Linked DNA regions of Lactuca sativa: region 2 is linked to region 1. A link is a contact called in public Hi-C data. All regions are on one chromosome and are shown on one strand. The core of a region is the stretch at or near the end of the contact, and the rest is flanking DNA. Distances in the headings are between cores, read along the strand shown.

Region 1 (5,516 bases), core at 2,409-4,908:
CTAGATCCTTAGTCCTATACTAGCATGCTGTTCTACTGAAACTGGAACAATTAATCATAATAATAAAACTTGTATGGGTAATTTGGGAGTACTTACTTGAGCTCGACTGATCGCATGCACCACACCCTTATCTTGTTTAAAAATTCTTTTTCTTTCTAAGTGTTTTTCAAAATTTCATTCGAAAACATTTTTCTTTTTGAAAATCTTTTTATCTTTCCCTTAGTTTGAGTTCAGATGCACCCGGAGGTGTATCCGAATCCCTCAAACCAGGGCTCTGATACCAACTTGAAACGACCCAAAATACGACCCAAAAATTTCAATTTTTATCATAACAAAACCATGAAACTGAGTATCACATAGTAAAACAATACGTTGCGTGTTTCAAAAACCATAATAAAATACTGTGAGAAAAACTGTAACACAACTGTATCCAAACATATCAAGAAAACTGAATCAACTCCCAGGACAAACTGAAGTTGTGGTGTGTGCGATGCCATCATCCCGAGATCTTCCCTTTGCTTGCGGAAGTACCTGAAACCAAAACTGAAACTGTAAGCACGAAGCTTAGTGAGCTCCCCCAAACTACCACATACCATATAATACATAAAAAAAACACATATTAGGCCTTGTCCACTGACTGGGACCCCCGTCCCCTACATCGGACCGAAAGTCCGAAACTGGCTGGGACCCCCGTCCCCTACATCGGACCGAAGTCCGAAACTCACTGAACACGGCATAGCATAACATATCATCTAGCATAAACACATAAATCCTGTCTGAGCCACGGAGGCGTCAAACATACTAATTACTGCAATGGACCGAAGTCCAAAAACTACTGCTAACTGAACGGGCCGACATTGTGGCCTTAGACCCGTTCCCACTGGAAGAAAACTCACCTCGTGAACTGGCTGCTGTGTGTATGGCTCTGGAAGCTAACTGCTGCTGCTCAGATATCTCCCCGGCTACAATTCCATAAACACACTCAATCAAATGCTAATCACTGCATTGGGGTAAAATGACTCTTTTACCCTTGGTCAAAGTCAAATCTCTCGGTCAAAGTCAACCCACAGTTGACCTGACTCGCCGAGTTGGGCCGCCAACTCGCCGAGTCTCTAGTCTCACTTCTCAACCCTACTCGTGGCTACTTGTCGAGTATGGCATCGACTCGACGAGTACCCTCTCGATTCAAGAACTCAGACAATCTTCATCCGACTCGCCGAGTCATATGAACAACTCGACGAGTTGTTCTTCGATCTAAGAAGATTGCCTTGGACTCGCCGAGTTGTATGAACAACTCGTCGAGTCCCACCATTACTGTGTCTACCCTCCGACTCACTGAGTCCATCCTACTGCTCTCTGGCCTCCACTCGGAATCACTCAAAGGGTAAAGATCGGGGACTCGCGACCGGACTCACCGAGTCCAAAGAACGACTCGCCGAGTCACATGCATGCAGATCCTAAAAACCCGATTCTGCTCAGCACCACCGCATACAAATTATAGATCTGAGTTCCTAAGGTTGATTTACCACGTAAAGTTTCCAACTTTACGTGTACATACACATGAAAAAGGAGATAAAGGCTAAAAAGGCACTTAGAAGAGTAGATCTAGGGTTATCATGCAAAATGGCTCCATAAAGGTGATAGATCTACGATTTTGGAACTGAAACATGGCTAGATCCGAAGGCTAATCAATCTAATGTGATCTCTCTACCAAGAACAAGCTAAGAAATGGCTAAAAGAGGCTAAATATGCCTGTTAAAGAGAAATCAATCATAGAAACAGAAGGAATTCGGTTAATACCTCAATAAACTCTGAAATGGGTGCAAGACCTTGGATCTTCTTCTTCTCCTTTGGATCTAGCCTCCTTCTTCTCTTCAAAACTTCAAGATTCACACAAGAAATACTCAATTACTCAAGGAAACAATTAGGGTTTGCTAAATGATGCTCTGAGGGTGAAGGGGACGAGTTTGGGGGCTCATAAGGTGGTTTAAATAGGGTGCAAACCCGGGGATTTAGGGTTTCTACCTGGCAGGCAGACTCGCCGAGTCCCGAATATGGACTCGCCGAGTCGCCTACTAACACGTGCTCAAAAACTCGCCCCTACTCGACGAGTCAGGACATAGACTCGCCGAGTCCCTCTCGAAAACTTCAAGATAAATACCACGGAAGCAACATACTAGAAATGAGGCGTTACAAGAAGGCTCCTATGAAGAAGGTTCTTGTGAAGAAGGGTCCTGTGAAGAGAAGTCCTATGAAGAAGGTTCCTTTGAATGATGCTGGTAGGGTGAGAAAGTTTTCAAAAAGAATCACAGAAATTGGTATTCAAAAAAATGTTAAAGTCAAGTATGAAACTGGATGCAACCAAGACAAACATGTGACCTTAGAGTAATTAGGTTTTGATGTAGTGGGGTAATGCATGTGACATATATATTTTGATGTAGTGTGGGGTAATCTTTTGAACTTTATTACTATATTACCCCTACTAGTTGTTTACTTTTGATGTACTTGTCGAATCTTTTGAACTAAATTACTGTATTACCCCTGTTGGTGGGCTTATCTTTTGTAATTATTAAATGGCTCGATGCCTTTTGTCATCCACTTTTATTTGTCTTTACATCCAATTCTCTATAAAAGAATCTTTCTTGTAATTTGTCTTGGTTTTACCTCCATTTGACTGAGTTAATTACATCAACATCTATATATAATAACAATAAGCTTTACCATTACATAAACATAAAGCACATCAACATCCATTACATAAACAAGAATTACACTACAAGTCTATTACATCAAAATCCCATAAAAACCACCAGAAGCATATCTTCAACCCCAAAACATAACCTTAACAATGACCAGCAAAATCAGTATCTAAATCATAACCTTCAACTGTTTCACTTCTTCTCTAACAGATGCCACATCCTCTAAAACTTGTTTAAGATAATCTGCAAAATCTGAAAGAGCATCTTTTGCAATGGCCTTCATATTCTCAGGTTCTTCATCAATCCATTCCCAAAATTTACACTTTTTCCCCTGGTTTCTGTAGTAATAAAATCAACAACATAGCAGGAAAGAAGAAGCAAATTGATTCGATTTGACAAATAAAATCAATTTAGGTATTTACCAATGAGTTAGGGCACACTCGGAATTTCTTTCCAGAGTTATCTTTGGTCTTGGAGGTACGAATTCTTGAAGGGAGTTCACAATCACAGAGGACGTCCTTATCTACTCTCTGATTGCTTGAACCTGTGGAGATTCTTGAGCCACTTGACATCTTCTTTCTTCTTCTACGAAATCCCCACTTTTATGTGTTCGAGTTTGAAGCTTCCTGAATTTGGATGTTAACATTCGTTTATAAGGAGTCACTAAGCTAATTAATTTTTATGCAGTTGTTGTTAGGGCCACGTGTGCTTTCACATCAGCAGAACCGATAGAAGTCGGTCAAAAGGATCTATTGTGTACATATTAATAAAATATAAGGGCTTAATTTACAAAAAAAAAAAATAAAAACAAAATGTGTACATTTTAAAAAGTAACCTACCCTTTAAAGTCATTTTCCCTTAACCTTTATTTATTTCACTTTGTTTAGGAATGGACCAATATACCCTTAACCTAATAAGTAATGGACCAATATACCCTTAACCTAATAAAGTTTTCGTTCGTATGTTCACCAGAAGAAAAAGAAACAGCGCAGCCTCCCTTCTTCTCTCGTCGCTCCTCAGGCGATTCCCTATTCCTCGTCGTTGATTGCTCACCGCCGACTTCCATCGTCGGATACCGTCGCACCCACAGCACCGGCGACCGTCGCACACCACAAATACGATTCATGTACGATTTTCTTCATCGTTTACTGCTTTCGTTCAACTGTATTTTGCTGCTCTTGATTTTCCTTTTTCCCCCGATTTCGGTTGAAATCTAAATCATATGTTTGTTGAAATCGAAATATGTATGATGTCTGATAATTTTAGATATATGTGTTCAATTGCTTCGATTTTATTTTTTCCCCTGATTTCAGTTGAAATTGCCTGCTGTCACTACAATGGTGTATCAGCGTGTCTATTCAATTGCTGTCTAATGGTCATAACTGTTCAATTGCTCCTGTTCTTAACAGGAAATACACATTGTGTTCATAACAAGAACATACACATATTGTCATAATATAAAAGGAAGCCCTTTTTGGTAATTTTGCCAAACACCCGCGAATCATCGGCTTTCTCACCTTTGCCGCCGCCGGAACTACCATCAACGTTATCGAAGCTCTGCATCTAAATCTATTTGATAAACTCTGCAACGAAACAAACGTTCACTTACTGTTTTTAGAAGTATGAGGGTTAAGGTTATTTCTCGCTCTGCAGATGATTTTACACGCGAGCGGAGTAATGATCTTCAGGTAATTTTGTTTCGGTGTCTGTATGATTTCGAGAAAAGAATAGCAAATATATTAGATTTACTACAAAACCCCGGTCGAATTTTCGTGTGATGAGTGCTTCGATTGACATCAAAATTCAAGTGTAGTTTTTTTTTTGAGACGATGGGAGTCTGATTATCTCGTTGATGTTAATTTCATTTCCTATTGTATCAGAGGGTTTCTCGAAACTACGACCCAAACCTTCGTACTCAAGAGAAGGCTGTGGAGTATGTTAGAGCCCTTAATGCAGCTAAATTAGATAAGGTAATACTCTCTCTCTCTCTCTCTCTCTCTCTCTCTCTCTCTCTATATTCGATACCTGTTTGATATGCTTTTCATTTTTCTAACTAATTGATTTGTTGTGCTTTGAATGTTAAAGCAAATCATTGTTTTTTAGTTATTTTTTGTTATAGTTGAGATTAATTTTGACATGGACACATGATAGGTATTTGCAAGACCATTTATTGGAGCCATGGATGGGCATATAGACGCCATCTCATGTATGGCAAAAAACCCTAGTCACTTGAAAGGTGTATTTTCTGGTTCTATGGATGGAGGTAAGCTTCAGTTGCCATATTTATTTGTTTCTTTTGGCCTATGTTTTTTCTTCTTTTAATTCAATAACACATACAAATAGATCAAATATTTTCTTTCAAACGTTTGTGAACTTAACTTGATATAGGGAAAGATGTAACACTAAGTTTATAACATTATATATCAATTTTTGTTTACTTACTGGTGATTAATTTTTCAGTAAGATTTAGTCACTGAATGCAATATGTATTATATGTCAAACTGACTTAACAAGTAGGTTTGTGAAATTGCCAAAGCCCCAAAAGTAAGAATGGTATTTTTGGTAATTAACCCATTTAAGCATACAATAATAGTGATGAACACAAGTGTCAATTTTGTATGAGAAGCTTATGTAGATAAGTTTGTCTGTTTGAAGTCAAAAGGAAGCATATATTTTTCCTTAAGTAAGTCGGAATATTCTGAAAAGACAAGTGTTTCTTTTGGCTATATGTTTTTAAAAACCAAGTTATGTTCTGTAACAACTAACATGTTGAATTTGTGATTCCTTGCAGATATTCGTTTATGGGATATTGCTTCG
Region 2 (4,757 bases), core at 2,145-4,644, 170 kb before region 1:
GAAATCCTTCTTCACTTCCTCCACCTCCTCCAATAGTTCTCCCCGACCTACGTGTTCATCTACTTGAAAAGTTCAAGGTCACTCAAGCCCTATTGGCAAGCAAACACCAAGATGAAAGGTCTGTAAGTGCACACGTCTTGGAGTTGAAGTCGCACATTGATAGACTAGGGATGTTGGGTGTCGTTTTCCCGAGGAAGTTGGTTGTTGACTTGGTTCTTCAGTCACTTCCCGATTCGTATAGTCAGTTCGTTAAGGACTACTATATGGCAGATCACGACGTGACCCTTATTGATCTAACCTATTTGCTTATTGCTACTAAATCAACAATGATTTGGCATACTTGTAAAGGAAATTTGATTGGAAGATCAACTTCCCGAACTTCCATCAACATTGACAATGGAAACATTGGAAGTCCAAAAAAGTATTCTCTTCCCAATGGAAAGGTATCGGTCATGGTCAAACCGTTTGACCAAATGGTAAAGAGAAAGGAGGAGTCTAAGATAGTCCCATGCACCATTCTGAATGAGTCTGTTTTTTCTATTTCCAAGAGAAGGGGCATTGGATGCGAAGCTGCTGTATCTACCTAAAGGATCGCAAGGATGATAAAGTCAAAATGTATGACTCTACTTCAGGTAAGCTCACTATCTAACTCTATTAAGTTCCTATTTATAGATTCTTAATACATGATGTGATAAGATTGCATTTTGATGTTTTTTTAGGATAGAAGAAAAGAAACAACGCCTAAAGGAAGAGTAAGTTGAGTCTGGTCGCGAAGAGATGGATTTCGATCGCATTGTTTGATGACCGGATTTTTTGAGCTACTTAGGAGTTATGATAGATTGCTTAGGAATATTAGTTACATAGTTTTCATAAGTATTTGCATTGTAAGGACATGTTTTTCCGCAACTTAATAAATAAATAAAAATTTGATTTTATCTTATTTTATGTTTCCTTGCAATGGAATTTATGAAAATTGTTGTTTATATGTTTCTATTAATAGCAATGTAGAAAATGTTTGATTCTTAGTTAAATTGATTATATTAGTGTCGTAATTTTGTTAGTAAGGAAAGATTCTCATCGCCCAAGTTTCAATTGGACAGAAAATTGGAATCATGTGATTTGAATTATATGATGTATGAAAATCTTGGTACTTGGGAAAATTGGGACTAATTCCTTGTTCGCATATGTATGTGAGTCAAGTGAAGGACTGTAAGATCTGGTACACATTGATGTGCACTGGTCAAGTCCGCCACAAAGAACGATAAGACAATTCGTCGTGATTTACTAAAAGTTTAGGAAACATGGTTATACTTATAAGATTAAGTGTAATTCTGAATCATTTGAAAAGTTTCAATGTATGACAGAACGAATAAGAATAATCATTTAGGCATAAAGATAAAAGTTTCTCAAATCTGAAAAGAAATGAGAATACTTAAGTATCGTGTTTTATGTTCGTCTTAGTGATTATGAAACTGTGTCACAATTGATCCTCTAAGGACACCTAGGTGCATTTATATGACCAAGAAGAGGTATCGGGAAATTGTTGAAATGGTTAAATCAAAAGCTGAATCATACATCGTTCCAAAATTAAGTCTTAGATTCGAACTCCAAGATTATGCCTTGAGTGACACATCTTTAAGAAAGTTTATAAGACCTCATGAAATGTGGAGTAGAAATGTTTCTTACTCTTGCACATTTGAAATTGGTAGTTGTGATGTCTTGGATAAGACAAAGACCAACTAAGACCAATTATATGAAGTGTTTTCTTGATAAGAATCCGTACAAACACTTGAATATTTGTTTGTCGAGGAACATTTCTCGACAGAGAATCTTATATGTCAAGAGGTCAGTGGGATTCTTAAAGGTCTTTGAAAGTTTCAAGAAATAATCAAGTATAAACCTTTTGTTCAACACTAGCACACGACTTGAGGGTTGTAACCTATCGTGTTGACAAATTCTTGTTTCTGTGTCATTCCAGTTAAAGTTGACTATGCATGTGAATTCTAAGAGTTCTCAATTGTTTGCATAAGGAAAGGCACCTTGATCTATGAAAGTTCATTGACCAGTATAGGTGAGCTGTTCAACAACCTGGAAGCTATATATGGTAGGCCCTATACTACGAAGTGCCAAGAAATTAAGATTGAACAAGTTCAGTCCATATGAGTTTAGATTTATCACAAACCTTGTCTTGTGATTACTGTTATGACAAATTCACATGGATAGGAATACATATACCATAAAATCTGAGTGGCAAAAGGTTTCTCTCCAATTCATGAAAATGATTGTGAGAAAACGCTTTCACTAAGTGGATTTTAAGGAGTTAGCAGTTGTGCTAATTGCGTTCTCAAATTCGATTATGATTACGACATCCCTCTTCATAGTTCGAATTATGAGAAAGGGCAAATAGTCTGAACATTCGGGACTTACTGTTGTAAGTTCTGAAATAGTTTAGACATACATTTGAGCTATCTAAGGAAAGGTGTATGAGTTTGTGAAGCCTAGATAAAAGTATTATCGAAGCATCTTGTATCAGAAATATGAACTTTGGTAAGAAAGTCAATAAGTATTGATTTCTAGAAATCTAACTGATTTTTGGGTACATGTCAAAGCTAGTGGGAGCATAAGTGTTATGCTAGTAAGGACATAATTATTGGGCTAGTGGGAGCATAATCATTATGATAGGTGTTGCGAGATAGAAATGCTATTTATAGGAAACAAAGTTTTGATTTGCAAAGTTGCGAGGTAGAAATGCTATTTATAGGAAACAAAGTTCTCACCAGGCCAAGCCCGATGTTAGTTTGACTTCTCTTTTTTTTGACGTTCTCCCTGAGGGATACGTTAACAATATATAGGGATAAGTTCATTTGAGACGGTCTAATTTTGTGAGACCGTAAGATCATGTTTTTCCAGTAAAATATTTTAATATTCTAATGTTCATAAAAATTAAATATATGTAATATTCTAATACTCTAAAACAATAACATATTTTATATTAAAATATTCTAAAACATATATATTAGAATATATTGAATATTCTATTTTTATGAACAAAATATTAAAATATTTCATTAAAAAAATTTAATCTCATTATCTCACAAAATTATGCTCGTCTTTTATATATATATATATATATATATATATATATATATATATATATATATATATATATATATATATATATATATATATATATATATATATATATATATATATATATATATAAAAGTCGAAGAAAATATTAAAACAACTCACGAGTGCACCTATATGCATATTGCGCAAATATTTCTTGAAGCTCCCCAAAAAACCACACCCACAAACCACACACCCTCTGCATTATATTTTACTACTATATATGTCTGTATAGAGATATGATATAATAAGAAAAAAAATCCAAAAACATATACATGAATACAAAGAAACAAGACCCCTCCACAATGACTCAACTCAAATTTGTTGTGGTTGAGATCCAACCTCACCACTCCCTCACACTGCAATAAACAAACAATTCATATCAATCCCATTATTTATCTCAAGTTGTCTCTTTTGCCTTCAATCGGAGAATTCAAACTCTGCTTTAATTCTTTCCCGGAATGCCCTTTTCATGCAAATAATAATCATCCTATAGACACGTACTGCACCACTATAGTGTGATTTTGTGTGTTTGTATAATACACAGTCTCATCAGTTTAACGGTGTTGTAATGTTAGCTGTTGTGTCACCACTAGAAAACAACACCGGCAGAGATGGGAGAGATCTTGGAGGTGAGATGGTCGGGTTTTCTGTTGGCGATGACTTCCCTGACTTCTCAGATGATAATTTGCTGGAGAGTATTGATTTTGATGATCTATTTGTGGGGATGGATGATCGGGACATGCTGCCTGATTTGGAAATGGACCCAGAACTCATGGCCGGAGAATTCTCTCTTAGTGGCGGAGAAGATTCATCTGATCAGTTTAATAACAACAGTATGAATTCCTTCTCCTCCAGTGATCAGAAAGCTGAGGATTTGATATCAAGAAAAGAAGAAGTTGTGAGCAAAAGAGATCGAAGAAATGAAGGTGGAGCTACGAACCCAGCTCATAAAGAAAAAGATGCCGATAGAGGACGGAAATCTTCATCCGACAAATCCAAGAACTCTTGTCAAGGAAAGAGGAAAGTGAAGGTAAACAAAAACACCTGCTTGCATAGTTATGCCTCAAAAAAAACTATTAATGTTAGGGTTAGGGTACAAGCAGTATTAAATTCATGAACTATAATCACGGTTTTTTCTATATTTAAACAGCTAAATAACGAATATATTAAAAGATAGAGCGATACGATTAAATAAAGACTTCTTGAGATTAGGGTTTCAAACAGAAAATATATTAGTATACAAAAAAATGTTGAGGTTAGTAGAAATAGTAACTAGTTCCAATCTAAAATCTATATATATATATATATTCTTATATGATTATAATATGAAGGTATTCCAATCAACTTTACTTATTTAGAACCCACGAAAACTACCAAACCGAATAAAAAACTTTTAAGTATTAGTTTCACGGGTTGCCAATTAACTCTCTTCACGGGTATCATCTCAAGGAAAATCTATGGCCAATTCACAGATCCCAATGGCCATACTGGATACATATCCATAAATCCAAACTATTACTCAACTTATATAACTTGAGTCTCATTAGCTGGACTATTTAGTGCCATCTCGGCTCCATTTCATTAAATGGTTATTTCTCGAAAAACTTAATAAACTTATCAGCTAG

The links. Hi-C and Micro-C count contacts between places; a contact is called where the count stands out from the background.
Region 2: a Hi-C map of leaf shows a contact between it and region 1, with 4 times the contacts expected there. The contact joins the promoter of LOC111886262 here to the promoter of LOC111886225 in region 1. A contact is called at or near these places in 2 of 4 Hi-C or Micro-C datasets (both in leaf).

The regions. Positions count from the first base shown.
Region 1 is chr4:108,138,925-108,144,440 of Lsat_Salinas_v11, reverse strand. LOC111886225 reads left to right here and starts at 3,658. Exons shown (of 18, transcript XM_023882461.3): 1 at 3,658-3,825; 2 at 4,109-4,387; 3 at 4,580-4,669; 4 at 4,851-4,962; 5 at 5,491-5,516. The coding sequence starts at 4,322.
Region 2 is chr4:108,309,842-108,314,598 of Lsat_Salinas_v11, reverse strand. LOC111886262 (transcription activator GLK1) reads left to right here and starts at 3,394. Exons shown (of 6, transcript XM_023882505.2): 1 at 3,394-4,162. The coding sequence starts at 3,701.